2 separate regions of the Sus scrofa genome follow, and region 1 is linked to region 2. The links are chromatin contacts, called in public HiChIP or PLAC-seq maps. All regions are on one chromosome and are shown on one strand. Each heading gives the region's core, a stretch centred on a gene start, on an enhancer-like site or on the middle of the called end of the contact. The rest is flanking DNA. Distances are from core to core; before and after follow the strand shown. Region 1 overlaps TIAM1 (T-lymphoma invasion and metastasis-inducing protein 1). Region 2 overlaps TIAM1 (T-lymphoma invasion and metastasis-inducing protein 1).

Region 1 (6,892 bases), core at 1,562-4,061, 290 kb before region 2:
ATAACCCTTACAGATGCAAGGTAAGGGCTGACTCCATGGTGGAGATCACCCCTGCCCTAAAATGGGGCCCCTGCTGACAGCGTCTGGGCATATCCTGTCTACTCACTCTGTTAGTCCTTTGCTTCCCCTTCTGCTTTGCTGCCTTCCACACCCCCCTTGCCTCCACGCCCTGAGCTTTGCAGAACCTCAGGACGAGACTTTCCATAGCCCGGAACTGTTTTTTGCTATTGCTTGTACATCCGAGCACCTGCTGAGCTGATGAGCTTTTGAAATGTCACTTGACTGTCAGGAGGGAGCTGTGAGCAATTTGCAGGAACGCACCATCCCAGCTGCTTCCCTGGGGCGGGTGGTGTTGGGGGGTGGGGTGGGCGGAGGGGAGGTGTGGTTCCTCCACCAGCCCTGACCCTCTGGGTGAGGGCGAGAGACGCTTTGTTCTTGCTTCCCAGGCTGGCACAGGTACCCGCCTGCCAGCACGGTCATTTCTCTTCACCTGGACAGATGGTGGATGTTTCCAGACTGTGTTTCTCTTACAGCACTGGCTCTTCACTGGGGGTCCACGTTTGAGAACTCGATTAAATTTTCGACCTCTTTCTGTGTTTCTCTTTCAGAAAAATGCACATGGATACAAAGTTCTGTATATAAATTCTGGATTTTCATGGGAACCCTTACATGCAAAGCCTTCTTTTTTTTTTTTTTTTTTTTTTTTTTTTTTTTGTCTTTTTGCTATTTTTCTTGGGCCGCTTTTGCGGCATATGGAGGTTCCCAGGCTAGGGGTCGAATCGGAGCTGTAGCCACTGGCCTACACCAGAGCCACAGCAACGCGGGATCCGAGCCGCCTCTGCAACCTACACCACAGCTCACGGCAACGCCGGATTGTTAACCCATTGAGCAAGGGCAGGGACTGAACCTGCAACCTCATGGTTCCTAGTTGGATTCGTTAACCACTGCGCCACGACGGGAACTCCCTTTTTTTTTTTTTTTTTTTGCAAAGCCTTCTTGAACGTATCTTGTTCCCCATACACATATTATGAAATCTAGCTTAAGAACTAGTTCTCCCCCAGTCGAGGGTAAATACAGAAAATTAAATTCCTGGTCCTCTGTTCCTCTTCACTTTCCATTGTTGTCAGAAGCTGGGCAGAAGACCATATTGCACAAAGAGGTGATATAAGAGATAGGGAGTTCCCATTGTGGCGCAGTGGAAATGAATCCAACTAGGAACCATGAGGTTGCAGGTTTGATCCCTGGCCTCGCTCCATGGGTTGAGGATCCGGTGTTGCCATGAGCTGTGGTATAGGTCGCAGACACGGCTCGGATCCTGCATGGCTGTGGCTGTGGTGTAGGCGGCAGCTACAGTTCCAATTAGACTCCTAGCCTGGGAACCTCCGTGTGCCTTGGGTGTGGCCCTCAAAAGACCAAAGACAAAAAAAAAAAAAAAAAAAAAGAGGTGATATAAGAGATAATAGCAAAAGTGTGTTGTGGGGTTAAGAAGCAGAAAGGGGAGTGAGGTCCACTGGGGAGGCAGGAGGAACCCCCTCTTCGGCTGTTCAGGCTGCTTTGACAAAGTACCAAGGTTGGGTGACGTGAATGCTGTAAATTTCTCATAGTTCTGGAGACTGGGACGTCCATGGTCAAGGCACCATTGGATCTTGGTTTACAGATGGCTGTCACATGACAGGAGGGGTGAGGGAGCTCTTGGGTCTCTTTCATAAGAGCACTAACCCCATCTGTGAGGGCGCCACCCTCATGACCTAATCACCTCCCAAAGCCCTCACCTGCTAAGACCATCAGTCACCTCCCCAAACCCTCACCTCCTAAGACCATCAATCACCTCCCAAAGCCCTCACCTGCTAAGACCATTGATCACTTCCTGAAGCCTTCACCCGCTAAGACCATCAATCACCTCCCAAAGCCTCACCTCCTAAGACCATCAGTTACCACCTAGAGCCCTCCTAAGACCATCAGTCACCTCCCAAAGCCCTCACCTCCTAAAACCATCAGTCACCTCCCAAAGCCCTCACCTCCTAAAACCGTCAATCACCTCCCAAAGCCCTCACCTCCTAAGACCATCAGTTACCACCTAGAGCCCTCCTAAGACCATCAGTCACCTCCCAAAGCCCTCACCTCCTAAAACCGTCAATCACCTCCCAAAGCCCTCACCTCCTAAGACCATCAGTTACCACCTAGAGCCCTCCTAAGACCATCAGTCACCTCCCAAAGCCCTCACCTGCTAAGACCATTGATCACTTCCTGAAGCCCTCACCTGCTAAGACCATCAATCACCTCCCAAAGCCTCACCTCCTAAGACCATCAGTCACCTCCCAAAGCCCTCACCTCCTAAAACCGTCAATCACCTCCCAAAGCCCTCACCTCCTAAGACCATCACACTGGGGGTTAGATTTCAACATGTGAATTTGGGGGGACACCCAAATTCACCCTGCACCCCGTAGAAGGAAGGAGAGAGGGTCACCTGACAGAAGCTGTGACCTGTGGTGGAGAGCCCCCCAGGTGACCCTGCAGATAGGAAGCAGGGGGAGACAGGCCCCTTCTTTGCTTCTCCTCCTCCCACTCTCCTGGCTTCCACTGGTACCTCCCAAGGGCCTGAAGGGCAAGAGAGCTGGATGGATACAGGTCATAGAGGTCAGCCTCCCAGGGCACAGATCTCAGTGGATGAAGATGGGAAGTAGCCTGAAGGGCAACCAGAGAATATTGTCGCCCTTCAGGATTTTTTTATCCTGTAGATGGCATTGTCATGAGTGCAGGAAGTGGCCTGCCATCTGTACAGGCTCTCCCCAGAGAGTAGGCATCTAGGGAAGTTGCTTAGCTTGTGCTATGGATGTTTTGTAATCCTGTTAGTGACTGAAAGCTTCCTGTTCTTTTCAGATGCATTTAAATCCAGTCTTTTATCTTTTTTCTATTTTATTTGTGTGCCTATTATTACAAGGCCATTTTTTTTTTTTTTTTCCTTTTTAGGGCCGCACCTGTGTCACATGGAAGTTCCCAGGCTAGGGGTCGAATTGGAGCTGTAGCTGCTGGCCTACACCACGGCCACGGCAACACCAGATCCAAGCCACATCTGTAACCCACGCCACAGCTTGCAGAAACACTGGCTTTTTAACCCTCTGAGCGAGGCCAGGGATTGAACCTGCATCCTCACGGACACTGTGTTGGGTTGTTCTTAACCTGCTGAGCCACCATGGGAACTCCTACGAGGCCACTTTGAAAGGCTTCCTTATATATCACCATGATGAACCAGTCTGCCTTTGTATTACAGGGGATTGTATATAAATCACTCACGTGGCATTGTGTTCAAAGGTGGTTTTCTTTTGATAGCTTGATATATTAGAAATGCACATTTCTGGATTTTGCACACAGAGAAATTACGTGGGGAGGCAATTGAGAAATTAAAAAGTGTTCTGCTGTGTAAGGAGTTATGAGGCTGTGCATGGAACTGACGTCATGAGCTTGGATCTGGGAGGTCTGGGATCTGTTCCTGGCACCTGCTCACACTTGCTCTGTGACCTTGGAGACCTCTAGACATCAGCATTTCTATTTGTAAGGTGGAGTTAACGTGACCGACAAAGACTCTCCTTAGTCAGACTCCTGTGAGTCCTTTTTTCTGTCTAGTTCTAGACCTTGGTCCCTGCCCTGTCTTTGGCCTGCCTAGCCCAGTTTCAGCAAGAATCCTGCTAAGTCAGTTTAGAGAGACTCCCCCTCTGCCCCTTGATATGTGATCCCCTTTGATATCTGATCACCCTGGGTTGCCTTGAGCAGAAACCCTATTGTCTGTTTGTTTACCAAGAATCTCCCTCCCCTGCGGTCTCCTCTTAGTAGTTTTCTGTCCACTGACCCCCTCACTCTGCTTATTTGCTGTAAATCTTCAGGTGTCTTTGCTCTATTCGGAGTTGAGCCCCATCTCTCTCCTGTTTTGCAGTAGCCCTGCAAAAAGTCTTGCCATTTTAACAAGCATCAGAATAATTTTTAATTTTTTTAATTTTTTAAATTTTTTTTGTCTTTTTGCCTTTTCTAGGGCTGCTCCTGCGGCACATGGAGGTTCCCAGGATAGGGGTCTAATCGGAGCTGTAGCCACTGGCCTATGCCCCAGCCATGGCAACGTGGGATCCGAGCAGCGTCTGCAACCTACACCACAGCTCACGGGCAACACCGGATCCTTAACCCACTGAGCAAGGCCAGGGATCAAACCTGCAACCTCATGGTTCCTAGTCAGATTCGTCAACCACTGCACCAGACGGGAACTCCCAGAATAATTTTTTCTTTAGCTTTACTCACCAGAAAACCTTGGAATCATTCAGGATCCTTAAGGGCCTCAGTGTCCAGGCTCACCCAAGGTTGAGAGCCACGGGGAGCTCACTGTGAGGGTCCAGCACCTCAGGGCAGCAAAGGAGGAGGCTGTTCACTCCCTTGGGGGCTGGTTCTCATTGTTAAGAAGCTCTGCCTCCATTTCAAGCTCAAAATCTGCCTTCATTTTTACTCATTGATCTCAATTCCACCTTTCCTCAAACCTGTTCCCTTCTTCATTAAGTGAATAAGTTAGGAGTTCCCTGGTGGTGCAGTGGGTTAAAGATCCAGTGGAGTCGCTGCAGTGGCCCAGGTCACTGCTGTGGCATGGGGTTGATCCCTGGCCCTGGAACTTCCACATGCCATGGGTCTGACTTAAAAAAGAAAGAAAGGAAGGAAGGAGGGAAGGAAGAAAGAAAGAAAGAATAATTTAGCTTCTTTTTTTTTTTTTTTTTTTTTTTGCCTGCACCAATGGCATGCAATAGTTCCCAGGCCAGGGATCAACCCTGTGCCGCAACAGTGACAATGCCAGATACTCAACCACTAGGCCACCAGGGAACTCCTAATTTAGCTTCTTAAATTTAACCATCTTAATGAAGATAATTTTGAACAGTGTCTATATTGCCCTTCTTACATTCTTGAACAGGCCTTTGAGCTTGGTTGAGCCTATGTTGCTGACTCTGGGATATGGTTCCTGTAAGAGGCTGCACTGGGGTGGTGCCCTGGAGTGGGGGGGGCTCTCCTCTGTGTGGACTGCGTGCTTACTGCACTAACTCTTGGATTGCACTGTTCCTCTGCCTCCAATGCTAAGTCCTTTGTTTCTTTTGTCTGTTCTTAGCTCTTGCTGACGCCTTGTTTTATAAATGACGGGCTTCTTTTTCTTTCATGGAGAAAAGTACATGGGCTTTTTGAAAGCTGTTTATCACTCAGAAGTCTTTTGTTTGTTTGTTTAATTTCTAGATTGATGGCTGTTTTCCAAATGTTGACATTATCAGAAGCCTGACCTCCACGTGGTATGTATGCTTTGAAGGACTTTCTGGGTGCACCAAGGTTATATAAATATGTAAGCTTTTTCATGTATTTGTTTATCATTTAGCCCTAAATCTGGGCCTAGTGCTTGTTGATTTTTACCCTTTATTCTTTCTGCATCACTTCATTTCTGGGTATATTTGAAAAGCAGTGACTTTTATAGGATCAAAACAACCAAAGTCATTTTCTAGAAGAAAGAATTCTAGGGTGAGGGTTTATTTCTTTAAAAAGAAAATCAGATTTCCTTCTTTTTTTTTTTTCTTTTTTTTTTTTTTTTTTTTTTTGGTCTTTTGTCTTTTTAGGGCTGCACCCACAGCATATGTAGGTTTCCAGGCTAGAGGTCTAATTAAACCTATAGCTGCCAGCCTACGTCACAGCCACAGCAACGCCACATCTGAGCCGTGTCTGCGATCTACACCATAGCTCATGGCAACACCGGATCCTTAACCCACTGAGTGAGGCCAGGGATCGAACCTGCAACCTCATGGTTCCTAGTCAGATTTGTTTCCGCTGTGCAACAGCGGGAACTCCAGATTTATTTATAAATATTTCAATATGACTCTGTAAAAATAAGAATTCTTTTCGTTAAACATCAACACAGTACTGTTTTCACACAAAAAATGAGCAGTAATTCATTTCTTAATATTACTGAATATTCATGTTCAAATTTCCCTGGTTGTCTAAGAAATATATTTTCACAGTTAGTTAAAAATACCCCAGGAGGGAGTTTCCTCATGGCTCCGTGAGTTAAGAATCCAGTGTTGTCACTGCTGTGGCTCTGGTTACAGTTGTAGTGCAGGTTTGATCCCTGGCCTGGGAACTTCCGCATGTCACAGGTGGCAGCTATAGGTCTAATTAAACCTATAGCTGCCAGCCTACGTCACAGCCACAGCAACTCGAGATCAGAGCCACATCTGTGACCTACACCACAGCTCATGGCAACGCTGGATCCTTAACCCACTGAGCAAGACCAGGGATCAAACCTGAAACTCATGGTTCCTAATCAGATTCGTTAACCACTGAGCCACGACGAGAACTCCTCTTAAGCCTCTTTTAATACACAGGTTCCTTTCTAGCTCTTGTTCTCTCTTATGATAAATGTGCTCAAGAAGCTCTATCTTTTGTCCTATGTGGTTTCCTACGATGTAGATTTTGCTGCCAACATCCCGGTGTTGTCATTTCGCATGCTTCATTGTTCCCTCAAACACCCTATAAGCTAAAGGCTTGATCAGATTTAGGTTCCGATTTTGAGGCAAGACTATCTCATACATGATAGTATAACTTCCATCCGGTGACATAGTCTTTCTTTTTTTTTTTTGTCTTTTTGCTATTTCTTTGGGCCACTCCCGTGGCATATGGAGGTTCCCAGGCTAGGGGTTGAATCGGAGCTGTAGCCACCGGCCTACGCCAGAGCCACAGCAACGCGGGATCCGAGCCACGTCTGCAACCTACACCACAGCTCACGGCAACGCCGGATCCTTAACCCACTGAGCAAGGGCAGGGACTGAACCCGCAACCTCATGGTTCCTAGTCGGATTCGCTAACCCACTGCACCACGACGGGAACT
Region 2 (6,538 bases), core at 1,563-4,062:
TCGGTGAAAGGATATAAAAGCCACTATGAATGCTCACTTGCCTTTTTTTTTTTTTTTTTTTTTTTTTTTTTTTGTCTTTTTGCCTTTTCTAGGGCCGCTTCCCTTGGCATATGGAGGTTCCCAGGCTAGGGGTCTAATCGGAGCTGTAGCCGCCAGCCTACACCACAGCCACAGCAATGGCCTACACCACAGCCACAACAACGTGGGATCCGAGCTGTGTCTGCGACCTACACCACAGCTCACGGCAATGCTGGATCCTTAACCCACTGAGCAAGGCCAGGTATCGAACCCGCCACCTCATGGTTCCTAGTCGGATTCGTTGACCACTGCGCCACGACGGGAACTCCTTCACTTGCCTTTTCTTTTTTTAAAACCATTATAGTTGATTGACAGTGTTGTACCAATTTCTGCTGTACAGCAAAAGTGACCCAGTCAAACATCTCTATATGTATATACATTCTTTTTCTCATATTATCTTCCATCATGCTCTATCCCAAGAGACTGGCTATAGCTCCCCGTGCCCTGTGGCAGGACCTCATGATTATCCATTCTCCCGTTTCTTTCGGAATGAACTGACTAGGCTTTTTAGCATTTGCACCTCTTCAAACCCCTTGCCTGGGGAGCAGCATCTTTGATTTCTTCTGCAGGGCTCTGCCACAGGCAACCAGCCTGCCTCTCAGAACCCTCACTGGAGGGTGCTGGCCCAATGAAGAGACCCTCCTTTTGAACCCCGGGCCACTGGCATTACACCTTCACACTGTTTCTTTCTTTCTTTTGTTTTTTTCTTTTTTTCTTTCTTGTTTTAAAGATTTCAGCGGGGAACATCTGCAGCTTCTGTCTCATGAGGGAAACGTTTCCTTTTTTTTTTTTTTAACAGCTACACCTACAGCATATGAATGTTCCCAGGCTATGGGTCAAATTGGAGCTGCAACTGCTGGCCACACCCGCAGCAATGCTGGATCTGAGCCACATCTGCAACCTGCGCTACAACTCACAGCAACGCTGGATCCTTAACTTCCTGAGTGAGGCCAAAGACGGGGCCCATATTCTTCTCATGGATACTGTGTTGGGTTCTTAACCTGCTGAGCCACAACGGGAACTCCGCACTGTTTACCTCTTGACTTTAAAACTAAAGACTCCAGGAGTTCCTGTCCTGGCTTGGCGAAAAATGAATCTGACCAGCATCCATGAGGACGCAGGTTCAATCCTTGGCCTCTCTCAGTGGGTTAAGGATCTGGCATTGCCGTGAGCTGTGGTGTAGGTCACAGACCTGGCTCGGATCCCGTGTTGCTGTGGCTGTGGTGTAGGCCAGCAGCTACAGCTCTGATTCAACCCCTTCCCTAGCCTTGAAACCTCCATATATACCAAGAGTGCGGCACTAAAAAACAAAAAATGAAAAAAACCAACCAAACAAAAAAACTAAAGACATCATAAAGCCAGAGGATGTTTTTGATGGCGAGGGATGAGGGATGAATGTGTCTAAAAGGCTTCATACGCAGCAGAAGTGTGACGTCAATAATTAAAGCAGTAGTGAGTTGCGGTGCTACAAATAAAAACTGAAATGCACCACAGTGGGGACTCTTTTTTTCTTTGGTTTACTTTCTATCTCTTGAGTAAGGGTCAACTGTAGCAAGAGGCAAGAGGGGGCTGAATTTCAAAGCTCTTGGACTCAAATCCTAAGATTGATTGATTTGAGGACTCAGAAATAGAAACGAGGCATAATCCTGCCATACTTTTTATACTTTTTTTTTTTTGCCTTTTCTAGGGCCGCTTCCTGTGGCATATGGAGGTTCCCAGGCTAGGGGTCTAATCGGAGCTGTAGCCACCGGCCTATACCACAGCCACAGCAACGCAGGATCTGAGCCGCATCTGCGACCTACACCACAGCTCACGGAAACGCCAGATCCTTAACCCACTGAGCAAGGGCAGGGATCGAACCTGCCACCTCATGGTTCTTAGTCAGATTCATTAACCACTATGCCACGACGGGAACTCCAGTTTTTATTCTTTTTTATGGGAGTGACTGAGAGGCTCATAGACCCCACTTAGGTTTCCACACTGAAGGGGTACCAGGGTATCAGGCACCCACCCATAAGTATTGTCAGTGGTGCTTCTTCCATGACCTGACATGAAGAAGCAGGGCTTTGTTGGGGGGAGGTGTGTTCATTTCCAGTTGTCCTGGACCACCCCAGCTGTTGTCAGCCACAGAATCCCATGCTCAGAGATTGTGATGATGTCAGGTAATGAGGTTCTCAAGGCTGAGGCTGGACGTCTATCCTTAGATTGCTGCCCGGTACAACCCGTCTAGTAATTTCCAGACTTCACCTTGGAACGCTGCTCTCCAAGGCTGATACCTTCAGCTAATCCATTTATTCTCAGGGCCTAGTTCCTGCTGTAAGGACGTGTTCCCACAGCATATTGACCGAGTCTCCCGGTCCTAAGAGAGTCTTGCCTCTGACCTCAACAGCTACCAAGGATTTTAAATGCAGCCCATCTCTCTCTGACATTAGCACCTAAGCACAGCTTTCTGTGGTACAATCAAGTCCAGGGTCTGTAAAATGACCAGCACACATCCATCAACCCATAGCAAAAAAACAAACAAAAAACCTAACTGCAAACCAAACACTGCCTTTTATAGAATCGTGTAGGAGGAAACGATGACTTAATAATCCCACTGACTAAATGAATGGAAAGATTTCACACTTGCCTAATTTCTCTCTTGCTCCTCCCTCCGCCTCAGCCCTCAGGACTGTCTCAGACCTTGTTGTTGAAATGAGTTCGGATAATTTTGTAATTGACTCATAAGCATGATCCCCTAGGCTGCCTTGAAGGGAAAGTATGTGTCATTTCAGCAACTGAGTGTGCCTTTTCCTCTGGGGACTTCTTAGACTGTTGCATTCTTGGTCTTGGGTCCCCTCTATGGCAGAGGTGTCTGCTTTTCTTACTTTCTCAGTTTTGCTGTGTCCTGGACTCTGGTTCTGAGTACTTCTGTTCTGTTTGTGAGGTTGTCATGATTTTTCTCTGGTCATGAATTTCAGTAGGAGGGGTCTTCTGGGTATTCAACGCAGGAGTTGCCGCTTGGTTTCTTCACTCTGTTTTACTCACTTCCTTCACTTCCAAGATCTTAGGCCACTCATGGTGCCGGCTGGTCTTCATAACGCTAAGCCTTCTGAAGGGGTGGGTGTATTGGGTTAATATTGAATGACTCCCTGGGGCCCCTACTGGCAAGTCATTTTGGGCTGTATTAACATTTGTTTGTCAGGAACTGGGTTCGTCCTTCCTTCCTTTCCTTTCCTTTTTTTTTTTTTCTTTTTCTTTTTCATAATTCCTATTGAATCAGATTTTCTTCTCGTATTTTAAGAAAGCAAGTTTTCCTTTTTACAGGACTAGATGCTTTTGGAGGAAGGCTTATTTATTTATTTATTTATCTATCTTTTTTAAAAATTTTTTTGGCAGGGGAGACCCGCACCCACAACACAGGGAAGTTGGCAGGCTAGGGGTCGACTCAGAGCTGCAGGTGCCAGCCTACGCCACAGCCACAGCAACTTGGCATCTGAGCCACGTCGGTGACCTACACTCATGACTTACAGCTACAGTACGATCTACAGTTTAGGGCCGCCCTAAAAAGACCAATAATAATAATAATAATACAAGTGAATCTATGTGCAAAACAGAAATAGACTCAGACTTAGTGAACAATCTTCTGGTTACCAAAGGGAGGGAGGGATGGAGGGACAAGTAAATTAGGAGTATGGGATTAACAGACACAAACTACTAATACATAAAATAGATAAGCAACAAGGATTTACTATATAGCACAGGAAATCATATCAGGATCTTGTAATACCTGTAGTGGATTCCAGTCTTAAAACAGAATCACTCTGCTATACACCTGAAACTGATGCAACATTGTATATCCGTTATACTTTTTTTTTTTTTTTTTTTTTTTTTTGCTTTTTAGGGGTACATACGTGGCATATGGAGGTTCCCAGGCTAGAGGTCAAATCATAGCTGCAGATGCCAGCATACACCACAGCCACAGAAACACAGGATCTGAGATGGGTCTTTGACCTATACCACACCTCACCACAATGCCAGATCCTTAAAACTGAGCAAGGCCAGGATCGAACCTGCAACTCATGGTTACTAGTTGGATTCGTTTCCGCTGCACTGCAACGGGAGCTCCAATACTTCAACTTTAAAAAAACCTGATTTTGCTGATGGAAATCCTTGTATTCTTCAGTGACCTTAAATAATCTAGCTATAGTGTTTAATATTTTCTTTGCCTGTGTTATTCTAGGAGATGGCTATATCCCCACCTTCCCCCCAGTGTGCAAATTATTGGCATCTTGAAAGGGAGGCTGCTCCTTGAGACTTTTTTTTTTTTTTTTTTTTTGTCTTTTTGCCTTTTCTAGGGCCACTTCCCTTGGCATATGGAGGTTCCCAGGCTAGGGGTCCAATCAGAGCTGTAGCCACCGGCCAAAGCCAGAGCCACAGCAATGCGGGATCTGAGCCGCATCTGCAACCTACACCACAGCTCATGGCAATGCCTGATCCTTAACCCACTGAGCGAGGCCAGGGACCGAACCCGCAACCTCATCATGGTTCCTAGTCAGATTCGTTAACCCCTGCGCCACAACGGGAACTCCTTTTTATTTATTTATTTATTTTTATTTTTGTGTTTTTTTCCTTGGGACTCTTGATAGCCTTAGCGGTGTACATTGCATGTCTGCGTGGGGAAAGCCGTCTTTCTCAATAGGGAGACGCTCCTGTTTGCCTGACCCTTAAATTGTCCTCCAGTATGAACTTCTGGGCAGAACCAAAGGAAACATTTGTTAATCATGGGCTTCCTCATGCGTGATTTCCAAAGGAGCTTATTGCTGTCATTCTTTTTCAGTCCTCTTTCCCTACCACAGAGGTATAATCTGTTTCTCAGATCCACGTTTGGTACCCAGTTGCCCAGTGCAAATTTCACAGGCACTGGCATCTTCAGGCTGGATGACTTCCCAGCCCCTACCCCACTCCCATGATTGCCTTTCAATCAGGAAAAAGGAGGACCAAGAAGAAAGGCAGCAAATGAATGCCTAGACCATCTCCACTGACCTTGGCTGAAGGTGACTTGCAGGAGGCTTTCAACGCATCGTCTCTCCTGACATCTTCCAATCAAGCAAGCTCTTCCCCTGACACCCAGAGTGTGCTCATTTTATTTTTAGTACTGAAATTTGCATTAAAAATGTAGTCGAGTTCCCACGGTGGCTCAGCCAATTAAGGATCCGATGTCGTCTCTGTGAGCGTGTTGGTTTGATCCGTGGCCTCACTCAGTGGGTTAAGGATCCATGAGCTGCAGCATAGGTTGCAGATGCAGCTCAGTTCTGGCATGGCTGTGACACAGGCCTTGGCTGCAGCTACAATTTGACCCCTAGCCTGGAACCTCCGCGTGCCACAGGTGTGGTGGTAAAAAGAAAAAAAAAAATATATATATATTGAAAAGTTTGGTCTCAGCGCTTTATAAATTGGTAGTAGTTTGGAAAGGAAATGCCTGTATTTTAAGGAAATCTATCCATCCTTTCCCTTGATGTAGTCCTTGATTCTGTATCTATTCTTACAGATAAAAGAAGATAGGTAAAACCTCTACTGAAATGCAGATAAATACACTTGTATTGAGGCTAATGTCACTTAAATGGCTTGTGTCTAAAATTATTTTGGAGTTCTAGTTGTGGCTCAGCAGTAACAAACCCAACTAGTATCCGTGAGGACTTGGGTTCAATCCCTGGCCTTGCTCACTGGGTTAAGGATCTGGCGTTGTCCTGAGCTGTGGTGTCAGTTGCACACTTGTGACTTGGATCCTGCTTGACTGTGGCTGTGGCTGGCAGAGGCAGCTCCAGTTGGATCCCTAGCCCGGAGCTTCCATATGCCACAGATAGAGCCCTAAAATGCAAAAAAAAAAAAAAAAAAAAAAAAAAAAATTATTTGAGTTGGGCTTCTTGAAGAGTAATCTAAAAATTACAAGTTGCTATCAGAAAGGAATTTAAAATAAGAGAATGAAAAAGACTTTGGAAAGTCCCTCAAGGGGATGGCCCTGCATTGCTCCTTATCCGAGGGAGTTATGGTACCCTATTTGGCAGTGGCAGTTGGCAGCTTTGCCTCCGTGTGGGTATCTGTTTCCTGGTCCTGTGAATGATAGAAGAAAACATGTGTTCGTTATGCCACGGCCTGACAAGTCTCAGTGAAGCCCTGGGCCCCAGTCCTGTTCTTAATTATTCCATTTTGCTGTTAGTTGGCTTTTTTTTTTTTTTTTTTTTTTTTTAACCGCTCTTTGTTCTTCTGCCTTTTGCCCTCTGTCTTAAGCCTTATTTTTCTCCCAGAGCTGAAATTCTGTCATATCTTTACAATTTGCATTAATTTCCTTTGCTCTTTCAGGATTATCTACCAAAGTATTTTATCCTGAGAGAACGTGGATATTGGTTTGGACATTCCATTGACTGATCAGAGTTTTACATGAGACTCTCTAGAAACAGAAGCGACCAAGACTTGTAGC

Evidence for each region. HiChIP or PLAC-seq counts read pairs in DNA pulled down with a chosen protein or histone mark.
Region 1: a contact with region 2 is called in an H3K27ac HiChIP or PLAC-seq map of alveolar macrophages. The contact joins two enhancer-like sites. A contact is called at or near these places in 3 of 47 Hi-C or Micro-C datasets (mesenteric adipose tissue, retroperitoneal adipose tissue and subcutaneous adipose tissue) and 1 of 2 datasets of contacts at active chromatin or transcription factors (alveolar macrophages).

Annotation. Positions count from the first base shown.
Region 1 is chr13:195,136,325-195,143,216 of Sscrofa11.1, reverse strand. TIAM1 (T-lymphoma invasion and metastasis-inducing protein 1) reads left to right here. Exons shown (of 30, transcript XM_021070904.1): 2 at 5,257-5,309. The region is part of intron 1 of LOC110256474 (a long non-coding RNA gene); the gene reads right to left. Among named protein-coding and RNA genes, the nearest start is that of TIAM1, 96 kb to the left of the region's middle. Within about 2 kb of position 2,811, at least 10 of the 83 cell types and tissues checked have an H3K27ac peak or open chromatin away from gene starts, as enhancers often do. A contact at or near this core is called in alveolar macrophages, where this site is marked.
Region 2 is chr13:194,850,650-194,857,187 of Sscrofa11.1, reverse strand. All of the region lies in intron 15 of TIAM1 (T-lymphoma invasion and metastasis-inducing protein 1), which reads left to right. Among named protein-coding and RNA genes, the nearest start is that of TIAM1, 380 kb to the left of the region's middle. Within about 2 kb of position 2,812, at least 6 of the 83 cell types and tissues checked have an H3K27ac peak or open chromatin away from gene starts, as enhancers often do. A contact at or near this core is called in alveolar macrophages, where this site is marked.